Regions from separate parts of the Sus scrofa genome. Here all the other regions are linked to region 3. Evidence: chromatin contacts called from public HiChIP or PLAC-seq and promoter capture Hi-C data. All regions are on one chromosome and are shown on one strand. The core of a region is the stretch at or near the end of the contact, and the rest is flanking DNA. Distances in the headings are between cores, read along the strand shown.

Region 1 (3,642 bases), core at 941-3,440, 52 kb after region 3:
TTTTAGTAGCATGTTTGTTTAGTTTCCATGTAATTTTTTTTGTCTCTTTTTCTATGGTTGATTTCTTATTTTATACCATTGTGGTCAGAAATGATGCTTGAAATAATTTCTATACTCTGAAACTTGTTGAGAGTTTGTGTGTGTGTGTCCTAGTATGTGGTCAATCCTAAAGAATGTTCCATGTATGCTTGAAAAGAATGTGTATTCTACTTTTTTGATGTGAGGTCTGGAAGATGTCAATTAAGTCTAACTCTTCTTCCATATTATTTATGATCTCTGTTGCCTTACTGATTTGCTGTCTCAAAGATCTGTCCACTGATGTGAGTGGAGTGTTAACATCACCTACTATTATAGTCCCATCAATTTCTCCCTTTATGTCTGTTGTCATTTGTTTTATGTATTTGGGTGCTCCCATATTGGGTGCATATATGTTGATGGATGTAATATTCTCTCCTTATATCGAGAATTCTTTTATTGTTATATAGTGTCCTTCTTTATCTTTCTTTATAGCCTTTGTTTTAAAGTCTATTTTGTCTGATATGAGTATTGTAACCCCCACTTTTTTATCATTTTCACTGAGAGAGATTTACAATGAGCCTTAGTATGCCTATCACCAAAATCCGACAGTTCTCAAAATTTTAAGGACACTTTTGATTACATTTGGGCCCATAAGGATAATCTAGGATAATCTCATTTTAAGGTCAGCTGGTTAGCAAACTTAATTCCATCTACAACTTTATTTCCTCTTTAAACTACAACCTAATATATTCACAGGCTCTGGGGATTACAACATAGGCATATTTTTGGGGGGGCATTATTCTGCTTACCCAAGACTCAGAAACTCAATAGATTCTCTGATGTCACAGTGTTTTGTTTTGTTTTGTTTTTGTTTTTTGGCTGCACCTGCAGCATGTGAAAGTTCCCAGGCCAGGGATCAAAACTGAGCTGCAGTTGTGGCCCATGGCACAACTGTAGCAATGCCAGATCCTTAATCTGTTTCACCACAAGGGAACTTCCTATCATGGTGTTTTTTTTATTTCCAAAGTCACACCCAAATTCTCATCACTGAAACAGAGAAACCCAAAACATATGGATAGAAAAGGACATTTTACAAATTCAGGTCTGTGAGGCTATGGTTTCCTACCAAAATAAGAACAAAATTCAGCTAATTTATATAACAGAAACCTGGGGAATATTTGTGGGGAACAATTCTAAAAGTTCTATATCAAAGAAAAAAGGAGGTAATATTGAATGAGCCTGCAGTTATTTATATGTATGAAATTATTAGGAATTCTGAGTTCAGGGAGCTAGGAATCACTCTAATAATTTGCTCAGTTGGTTAACAAAGAGAAACTTGGATGCCATTGTGGTATACATTTAATAAGACTGAGATTCAGGAACTTGGTGTGACTGAAAGGTAAAAATCAAAGGTAAAAATCCTAGGGAAATAGGAAAGTTAAAGTATGGCTATTATGTGCAAGCTTCCCATTGCTCATCCTTGCCCTAACCCCCCCAGGAAATTTCAGAAAACACTCTCTCCTTTAGGAATTAAGAAATGCCTCGGTAATGATGACATGAGCACCTTTGAAAAGCTCTGCAGGCTAGGAATATGCTTTCATTGAAAAGGGATTCCTGATTTTAATAGAGATGGTAGGATTCTGGAATTGCAGCCAATTATGGTAAGGGCACAATTACAGTAATGGGCAGCAGAATTGGAGAAGTAATCAGCCAGTTTTTACCTACAGGGACCTTTGATTATAGCTAATTGGTCATGGTGTCCTTAGGACTGAAATATGAGTCTTGTGGACAGAAACTCAGCTTGAGTCAACACAATGGACATTCATAATTCTCTGACTGGCATTAGTTCCCATATCTGTACAGCCTTGTGTGAAATGGAGGCTGGGCTTTCTTTATAAAGAACGCCACAACACTGTCACAAGTTACTCAAGAGGACCCACAACCACTAACAGGGAGAGGAGAAACATGTAGACTTTTCAGGAACTGCTAGATGCTGGCCCATGTGTATGCTACTCCCTTAAGACCCAAAATGCTTTTGTGAGCCACCAGCAAAAGTCAAGGCTTATGGAGTTCAGAGATTTTGACCTGAGTTTATCTCAGTGGATCTAGTTGGACTTCAGAACCAATTACTGAACACACAGTTGGCATGTACACAGTCAGCAGCTGGCAGAATCCCAGCACTGACAATGTGATTCATGGAAGAAGGCTCTCATAGTTATTAGCGCCAAATAAACTCTTCCGATTACCAAAACCTGCAGAAATCCAAAAGATCATTCAAAAATCAGACTTGAAATATGCAGAGATGGTGATTCCTACCACATTCCCGCTTAACTTGCCTGTTTGGGCCTGTGAAGAAAACATATGGATCTTGGAGGACATTATGGATTCTTTAAAATTTAATCAAGCAGTGATCCTAAGTTCAGTCTCTACTCCAGACATGACCCGGAGCACATCAACATAGCCTCTGGAACCTGGTATCTGGTATGTAACTTTTGATCTGTCAAGTACTCTTTTTCCCTCCATACAAATTATCAAGGACAACCAGAAGGATTTTAGGGTCACCTAGCAGGAAGAGCAGTGCTCTGTCACCTTCTTACTAAGTTGATCATCCATCTCACAGATTATCACTCCGTTCCAGTATTGATTACATCATGTTGATCTGACTTGAACAACAGGACATAGCAAGCAGTCTAGTTTTCTTTTTTTTTTTTTTTTGCTATTTCTTGGGCCACTCCTGCGGCATATGGAGGTTCCCACGCTAGGGGTCCAATCGGAGCTGCAGCCACCGGCCTACACCAGAGCCACAGCAACTCGGGATCCAAGCCGCGTCTGCAACCTACACCACAGCTCACGGCAACGCCGGATCCTTAACCCACTGAGCAAGGGCAGGGACCGAACCCGCAACCTCATGGTTCCTAGTCGGATTCATTAACCACTGCGCCACGATGGGAACTCCTAGGTTTCTTATTAAGACACATAGATGCCAGGGGTGGAAAGTAAACTGTTTGAAAATTCAAGAGCCTTCTCCCTTGAAGTTGTTATATTTTAAAAATTTCTCTTGAGACTTTCTCCCTGACTTATGGATTATTTAGAAATACATTGTTTAGTTTCCAACTGTTTGAAAGATTTTCCTCCTGTCTTCTGTTATTGGTTACAGTTTGATTCCATTGTGATCAGAGCATACATTCTGTATTATTTCAGTTCTTTTAAAGTTTGGTGTAGTTTGTTTTATGTCTTATGATATGGTCTGTGTATGTTCTATGGACACTTTGAAAGAATACATTTTCTCCTGTTGTTGGGCGGAGAATTCCATAAATGTTGAATAGATCCCATTAGTTGATGGTGCTATTGAATTCTTTTGAATCATTCATTGATTTCCTATGTAGTTGTCTATCAATTATTGAGAGAGGGGGTGTTGAAATTTTGGACTGTAATTGTGGATTTGTCGATTCCTCCTTTCAGTTCTATCAGTTTTTGCTTCACACATATTGCGGCTTTGTTATTTGGCACACATGCGTTTAGGGTTGCTATATCTTCTTTTATCATTATACAATGTCACTGTCTCTGGTAATGTATTTGCTCTGAATATACTCTGATATTAATATAGTCACACTTGCTCTCCTT
Region 2 (3,928 bases), core at 1,031-3,530, 56 kb before region 3:
CTGAAATTCCACCCTACAGCTACAGGCCTGTTTCTCTGTTGCCTGTAACAGCAAATCGTTCAAGATATTTTTTTTCACTTTAAAAAGTTTTACTCAAGTATAGTTGTTTTATAATGTTATGTAAATTTCTGTTGTACAGTAAAGTGATTCATTTACCCATACATACATACATATCCATTTTTTTTTCAGATTCTTTTTCCATATAGGTTATCAAAGAATAGAGTTCCATGTGCTAAATATAGCAGGTCCCCACTGACCACCCTTTCCATATACAATAGTGTGCATATGACAATCACAAACTCCCAATCCATCCCTTCCCCCACCTTTCCCCTCTGGTAATCAAGACTTACTCCTAATCCTTGTCTCCACCTCTGCCCTTCCCCACACTCCACTTGGATCCCCTCTAATCAGCTTTTCCCCCCTCCTCATTCCAAATGCCAGCTGAGGGCTCTAAGTGCTCACCTGACTAGACCTCCTGCCAGCATATAATACAGTTGACCACTTCTTCCTTTTTTTTTTTTTTTTTTTTTTTGCATATTGACAGCTTTTTTTAAAAAAGTTTTTTGTTTTTTTGTTTTTAATTATAGCTGATTTCACTCTTCCCTCTGGAAGCAATTTCTCCACTTGGTTTCTAAAGACATGGTCTCTCCTGGCATCTGTGTGTCCTGTGTTCCTTCGCAATTTTCCCCTCTGTCACCCTCTGCTCAGAGGTCAGATCCTAGACCTCTTGTCTGTCGCTACTCCTCCTCAAAGGATCTCATCCAGTCCCAGGGAAATTCCCAATATTTATCTGAGCTCAGGCCTTTCCTTCAAACTGCAGATTCAGGTATCAAAACTGTCCATGAGAATTCTCCACTTGGATTTCTGGCTGGCACCTCAAATTTAACATCTAGTATCAAAATTTTGATCTCCTGCTTTAGAAATCTGCTTTATTTAATTTATTTATATTTATTTTTATTTTATTTATTTATTTATTTTTGTCTTTTTGCCATTTCTTGGGCTGCTCCCGCAGTATATGGAGGTTCCCAAGCTAGGGGTCGAATGGGAGCTGTAGCTGCCGGCCTACGCCAGAGCCACAGCAATGCAGGATCCGAGCTTCGTCTGCAACCTACACCACAGCTCACCACAACGCCGGATCCTTAACCCACTGAGCAAGGCCAAGGATCGAACTTGCAACCTCATGGTTCCTAGTTGGATCTGTTAACCACTAAGCCACAACGGGGAACTCCAAAAATCTGCCTTATTTATTTTTTAATAAAAACTGGGTGGTGAGAGATATGAGAGGTCGGCATAGAATAGATAAGTTCAGCCCATAATGCTTGCAGGAGGAAATAATCAGTCTAGGCCAGTGGTTCTCAGTTGGGGGCCTTGTATTCAATGTTAAGAGAAAACCACTCATTAGAGCCTTAAAACACAACATATCTGAAGCTGCCGAAGTCGTGGAAACACTTCGTGGTGACTTACAGCAGCCCATTTAATATCAACAGCCAGCATCATTTAAGCACTGACTTCATGCCAGACTTAATGCCATTTACCTGCATCACCTCATCCAAAGTTTCCATTCTTCTTAGAAGAAAGCATTATCCTTACCCCTACACATGAGGAAAGTGAGGGAAGGAGAGAGGAGTCCCTGACCCACAGTGTCTTGGGCAAATGAGGGACCGCGCTGGAATCGAAACCGGGATCTCTAGCCCGCCCCTCTGAAATACACTTCGCCAGAGAAGCTTCCTATCCTCGGAGCTCCCCGCAACGGACTCTTGTCTTCTACTCAGGCAGTAGCTTCTCCCGGTAATTAACGTCCACTCTGGCCACTCGCCCTCCCCGGAGTGTCCTGGGGTAGATCCTGGTTACAAGTCTCCAGGCCCTGCCTCTGAATCCACCCCGGGAGATGCGGGGCGTCCCTCGGCTCCTCACCCAACTTACCCGCTTCTCCTGCATCTTTTCGAAAGCCGCCTGGGCCGGGGTCCGCTTGTCCAGGCCGCGCCGCTTCTCCTCTTCGTTCTTTTTGCTCGTTCCCATGGCTTCCAGGAGTTTCGCCTTGTCTTTGTCCTTCTTTTTCTTCTTCCTGGGGAGACGGGTGGGAGCGAGGGTAATGGCAGGTCAGAGCACCAACCCCGGGCCTCAGGAAGAAGCTTAAAAAGGCAGAATATGGGGTCCCGTGGGCTCTCGGGACTTACCGCTTGGTCACTCCGAGCTCTGCTACACCTTTCAGCTTCAGGGGCCCCCTTTGGACTTGCTCGTAGTCTTCCATGGACCCGGTTTGACGTTCGGGCTGTAAAAATGCCACACTTCCTGTTTGAGAAAGCAACTTCCACCCAAACGCCCGCCTCCCTTTGTTTTGATTGGCTTATCCAGGCGGTGCGCGTGCGCCCTTGGAAGCCGCGTTCGCCACACCTCTGGGTTCCGGGTTGGGCCTGGAGGTCAGGTGAGTTCACATCCTCTGCATTCTGCATCCTGCCTCCTGCCATACTTCCGGCCTTGGTGCTACTTCCGAGCCCATTCACCACCTCCCAACCCTCCCCCACCACCCGGCCCTTTCATCCTCCACACCCTCCTCGCTCACTCTTTGACAGAGAAGCAGTTTCCTAAAACCCAACGTTTTCTTGAGTTTATTGCCATATTTTGAGGGTTCAACAGATTACCTAATTTTGTAAACCTAATTAGTAGTGGTTAGTTTTCCAGCTTTTGGTAAATGATAGTAATATGTGAAATATATTGTTGGTGGCATTTAAGAATTGTCTTTTTTCTTTTTACCACTGCACCTGTGGCATATGAAAGTTCCTAGGCTAGGGGTGGAATTGGAGCTGCAGCTGCAGGCCTATGCCACAGACACCACATCTGTGACATACTCTGCAGCTTGCTGCAATGCTGGATCCTTAATCCGCTGAGCAAGGGGCAGGGATTGAATCTGCATCCTCACGGAGCTACACCCGGCTCTTAACTCACTATGCCACAGTGGGAACTCCTAAATTATTTTTTAAAATCAGTTTTATTGAGGTACAATTTATAAACAGTAAAAGACACCCATTTACATTGTACCCTTCCATGAATATTGTCACATTTATACACCTATGTAATCGCCTGTACAATCAAAATATAGAACATTTTGTCACCCCCAAATTCCTTTGTTCTTCTTTCCAGTTAACCCTTCTATCCCTCTTCCCAGGCAACTCCAAATCTGTTTTCTCTCACTATAGGTTGTGAATGTCTTTTTAAAAATGTTTCATGTACATGGAATCATAACACATGTGTTTTCTTGAGTTAGAGTTTCACTGGGCATAATGTGTTTGAGATCCCTCCTGTTGTTGGGTACAACAGTATTACCATTCTTCTTCTTTGGTGAGTGTTATTCCACATAACTGGAACAGACACCCACCCCCCACACCCACCATGTCCTCCACCTGCCTCTTGTTTGCAGAAAAACTTTAGCTTCCGAGGCTTCCTTTGAATTCCAAAGAGTAAATTTAATCAGAGAAGTGAGAAATTGCAGAAACAAAGGAAAACAGTCAAGTGAGACAAAATAATAATGGTTTAGCTATTAAACAAACTCAAGGGCCTTTGGTTCCTCCTCAAGGGCTATAGATAATATTCTGAGCCATATCCTTTAAGCTGTTTTGTAGATACTGAAACCTCTACCAGGTGAAGGAAGATAACTATATGCTGCCCACAAGCATATAGACCCCAGACTTGTTGGAACCAAAAAGTTGACGATGTTGACTCCCAGTTAACTCACCACCAGCCAATCAGAACTATGTCCATGAGCTGATCACGAACCCTGGCTTCACTCAGTGAGTTAAGGATCTTGCAGGGTGTGAGCTGAGGTGTAGGTCACAGATGCAGCTCAGATCTGGCAATTGCTGTGGCTGTGGCATAGGCCCGGCAGCTGTAGCTCCGATTGGACCCTAGCCTGGGAACTTTCACAGGCCGT
Region 3 (3,823 bases), core at 486-2,985:
AGTTAGGGAAGGGGAGGAATCAGAAACATCTGTGCCCAGGGAAGAATACTGTCATTATAAGAGACATTCTGCTTCCTTCCTCTGGCAGTGGTGACAACCCCCTTATCATTATACAGTTCTGATCCTCAACCATCCAGGGTACTGGCCAAGGCAAAGAACACTAGTCCTACGGCTCAGAGAGGCAAAGTGCTTGTTAAAGGACGAACAGCAGCTGGGAAACAGGCATGATGAGTTCTAGTCCAATTCTCTTTACATCTGGCACCTAAGTATCTTGCAAAGTGCAGCTCTTGGAGGCTGGCAAGGATGGAATTAGCAGCTCACTGTGGGGTTCAGGGAGATAACATACACTGGGGTAAAGCAACACCTACTCCCTAGTTTTTTTCTAACCCCTGGGCTTGGTGACCATTCTTCTGCTTCCCCATCCAGAGCAGGGCTGCAGAGCTTAGAGGCCACTCTGCCTGATGGGTGTTACTTCCCAGTCAAACCTTTTCATGCAGGCAATGGCCTTTTTTCTGGTGAGAAGTCAGCTCCCACTTTTTGTGGATGTCAGAACTGAGAAGCAACAGGTCAGTTCTGTTCAACCACAGTGTGGGCTGGCCCTGTGGGCAAGGCTGTTTTGCAAAGTGACAACTGGTGTCCTGGCCCTAGTGATAGGGAAGTTGGGGCTGTCTGTGGCAGTGGCTGATTTTGGTTTCTAAGCTGAAGCTTTTATCTGGCATCTCCTCAGGATGACAGGTCCCAGGGCAGACAGCTGTCACTTGCCATTTCTGTTACCCTCTAGTGGGATGGAAAGCTGGGCAAGGAAAGTCTCTGGACTCCCTCTCATCATTCTTTCCAGAAGAAATTCATCTCTAGGGGAAATAGGATCAGGGAGGGGGCTCAACCCCTGAATATTCCATTATAAAAGAGCAGGAGAGGTCTGGGTTGGAGTCCTGGCTTAGACATGGATCAGCTATGCTTGTCCTGGGGAGTGAGTGCTCACATCTCTCTGGGACGGTTGAGCCTTGAGTTTGGGGGGTCAAACACACCTGGGTACAAATACCATCCTTGCCACCAGTAGACTGTGTGACCTTGGGCAAGTACAGTCTCCCTGAGCCTCAAATGCCTCTTCTGTGAAAGTAACTCATAACAGCACTTGACACAGAGGACCAGGAAGTGTGATCATGCACGTAAAGCACCTGACACACAATAAAAGCTCAATAAAGTTAGATGTCACCTGTCACTGTCCTTTCCCCATGGACAACTCCACATTTCTACGTTTATAAGTCAAAGACCCCAAAGACTGCTTCGAGGGCCGATGCAAGAACAAGATGACAGGGCGCCAAGACTCTGTCCAGGACATACACTCCCTGACAAGTAGGCTGAGGATTGGGGCCTCAGTATTCCCATCTGCAAATTGGGTACCTGACCCTCACCCCCGCCCCATGGCCCAGGAACCCCCAAAGGGCGGTGCAGGCTACTGCTCCTTCCCGCTCCGGCCTTCTCGACCCTCTCAGATCTCGGGTCCATCCCGCTCAGCAGCTCCCTCAGTCCCAGCCCTCAGGGTGAGAGCCCGGCCTGGGCCTTCCGCGCTCCCGGCCCCACTACCTATGGTGGAGATGAAAGTGGAGTTGAAGGCGTCCTCGGAGAAGCGGAACAGGACACAGGTCTTCCCCACCCCCGAGTCCCCGATCAGCAGCAGCTTGAACAGGTAATCGTAGGTCTTCGCCATATTACACTCTCTCCCCGACGGGAAGTGCGGCCAGCGCCTCGCCACTGGCCCCTGGCCCAGTCCATCAGCGCCGATCCCGCCCCCCATTGGCTCCTGGCCCGCCGCGCGTCACCGCGGCCGACGCCCGCCCCCGCGCCCCGCCCGTCTCAGGAAGACGTGGGGAAGGGGCGAGCAGGGCGCAGAGCCGGAAGCGGCCTGAGGGCGCCGCTCATTGGCCGGCGCTCAGGACAGGGCGGACTGCGATTGGCCAGTGGTGAGGAGTCGAGGGGCTTCAAATGGGGACAAGGCTGGGGCATGGCATCTCTGTGTCCCCGCCTTCTTCCTCTGACTCTAGGGCGGCCACGCCCCCCGATGGGAGGGGGAGGGCGGGCAGCTGGGCCAACGGCTCCGCGCGCCCTCAAGCTGGGGCGGGGTCTGGGGAGCGTGCGCAAGCGCGCCGGGAAGGCCGTAGTGTGCCAGCAGAGGGCGCACGCGGGTGGTGGGGGTGTTCTCTGGCTCTTGCTGTTCCAGGCCGGAGCAAGTTCAATTAGCGTCGGGTCCAGCGCGGGAATGTGGCGTGGCGGTGGTGGTGCGGTCTGCAGGCTTCCGTGTCAGACCGGGCGGAGCCGAAGAGATAGGAGAGCAGAAGTACCGTCATAGTCGAAACGAGGCCCCCTCGAGACTTGCTCCGGGGCCTTGACGCTGGCCAGCGGATCTTCCTAGAGACACCCAGGCCTCAGCCACAAGCTGCGCCCCGAGGTCCGCAGGACTCCTCAGGATGCTCCCTTGGATCTATTTAGAGGTTGCCCAGGACTTGTCCCAGAGCCTCTCCCGCCGCGACCCAGTCAGCCGTCTGAGTTGCACCCTGGAGCCTTGGAACCCGCCGAGAGAGTTCGGATAGTGAGAATTAGAGGGAATACTAAAGAGCTTTTGGTTCTGTGCCTGCCAGTGTTGTCAGCACTTATAAAAAAATTTATAAAATATTTTGTCCACACCCCAACCCACCGAGGTAGGTATTATTGTGTGTGTTCACGCTTCCCCCCACCAAGTTTTACGGTGAGAAAACAAGACTGAGAGGTTAAATGACTTTCCCAGGCTCTTAACCAGATAAATTGGTTTTTGAACTCAAACCGAACAGCTTCAGAGGCTAAGGTCTTGATCAGATAGTTTTCTGCGTGGTAGGGATGAGCCACATCACTTGGGTGGACTCACCGCCATGTGTCACTCTGGGCTATCAGGCCTGGAGGCTTCCCAAGGATCTTGACAAAAGATGACTGCTGCCTCTCCTCACTGTCCCACTTCACATTCTTTGGCTAATCTGGCTCTGGTTAGGAAAAGCTTCAACCAACCAGAGGCAATGACCACCTGGCTGCATTCAGCCTCTGTGGCATTTGATACTATTGACCACCTCCTCTCACAGATCTTTTTCTTTGTACTCTTCCCATGTTATTTGCCTGCTTCTTTTATTCCCTCTATTTACCTTCTCAGGGTGCTGCTTCTAATTCTAAGGTTCCATTGCAGTCTACTTTGGGATTTTTTGCTCTTCCCTTAGATATTGGTGTTTCTCTTGGTTCTTTCTACCTCTGTTCTTGCTTTCATGGTGATCTTACTCACTCCCGTGGCTTCTACCATCTCCATGCTGGTGATTCTCAGTTCTTAGAGAACCCATAGTCCAGCTGTTACTCCATGTCCCGAATGCTTTCAGGGTGCCTGCTTTTGGATCTGTCAGATACTTTAATTCATCATGTCCTCCACTGAATTTGTCATCTACTCACACTAGCTTGTCTTTAATTACCAAGTGAAACCCAAGTCATCTCCAACACTTTTCTTTCATCCCTCTCATCCTGTTTTTTATTTTTATGTTTTTTTTTTTAGGGCCGCACCCGAGGCATATGGAGGTTCTCAGGCTAGGGGGTCGAGTTGGAGCTGTAGCCGCTGGCCTACACTACAGCCACAGCAATGCCAGATCTGACCCACAGCAATGCCAGATCCAAGCCACATCTGTGACCTACACCCACAGCTCACAGCAACACTGGATCCTTAACCCACTGAGGGAGGCCAGGGATTGAACCTGCATCCTCGTGGATACTAGTCAGATTCATTTCTGCTGTGCCATGATGGGAACTCATCCTG

What was found. Promoter capture Hi-C pulls out the DNA fragments that hold promoters and counts their contacts. HiChIP or PLAC-seq counts read pairs in DNA pulled down with a chosen protein or histone mark.
Region 1: a promoter capture Hi-C map of liver shows a contact between it and region 3, with 4 times the contacts expected there. The contact joins the promoter of LOC100513462 here to the promoter of RAB8A in region 3. A contact is called at or near these places in 2 of 5 promoter capture datasets (fetal liver and liver) and 14 of 47 Hi-C or Micro-C datasets (alveolar macrophages, embryonic fibroblasts, epiblast stem cells and 8 more).
Region 2: an H3K27ac HiChIP or PLAC-seq map of alveolar macrophages shows a contact between it and region 3. The contact joins the promoter of FAM32A here to the promoter of RAB8A in region 3. A contact is called at or near these places in 1 of 5 promoter capture datasets (fetal liver), 13 of 47 Hi-C or Micro-C datasets (alveolar macrophages, blood, epiblast stem cells and 5 more) and 2 of 2 datasets of contacts at active chromatin or transcription factors (alveolar macrophages and skeletal muscle).

What each region holds. Positions count from the first base shown.
Region 1 is chr2:61,500,552-61,504,193 of Sscrofa11.1, forward strand. LOC100513462 (olfactory receptor 10H1-like) reads left to right here and starts at 2,191. Exons shown (of 2, transcript XM_013994646.2): 1 at 2,191-2,499.
Region 2 is chr2:61,391,971-61,395,898 of Sscrofa11.1, forward strand. FAM32A (family with sequence similarity 32 member A) reads right to left here and starts at 2,281. Exons shown (of 4, transcript NM_001243887.1): 1 at 2,178-2,281; 2 at 1,924-2,065. The coding sequence starts at 2,251. All of the region lies in intron 1 of CIB3 (calcium and integrin-binding family member 3), which reads left to right.
Region 3 is chr2:61,448,616-61,452,438 of Sscrofa11.1, forward strand. It overlaps RAB8A (RAB8A, member RAS oncogene family), which reads right to left and starts at 1,736. Exons shown (of 8, transcript NM_001243802.1): 1 at 1,588-1,736. The coding sequence starts at 1,711.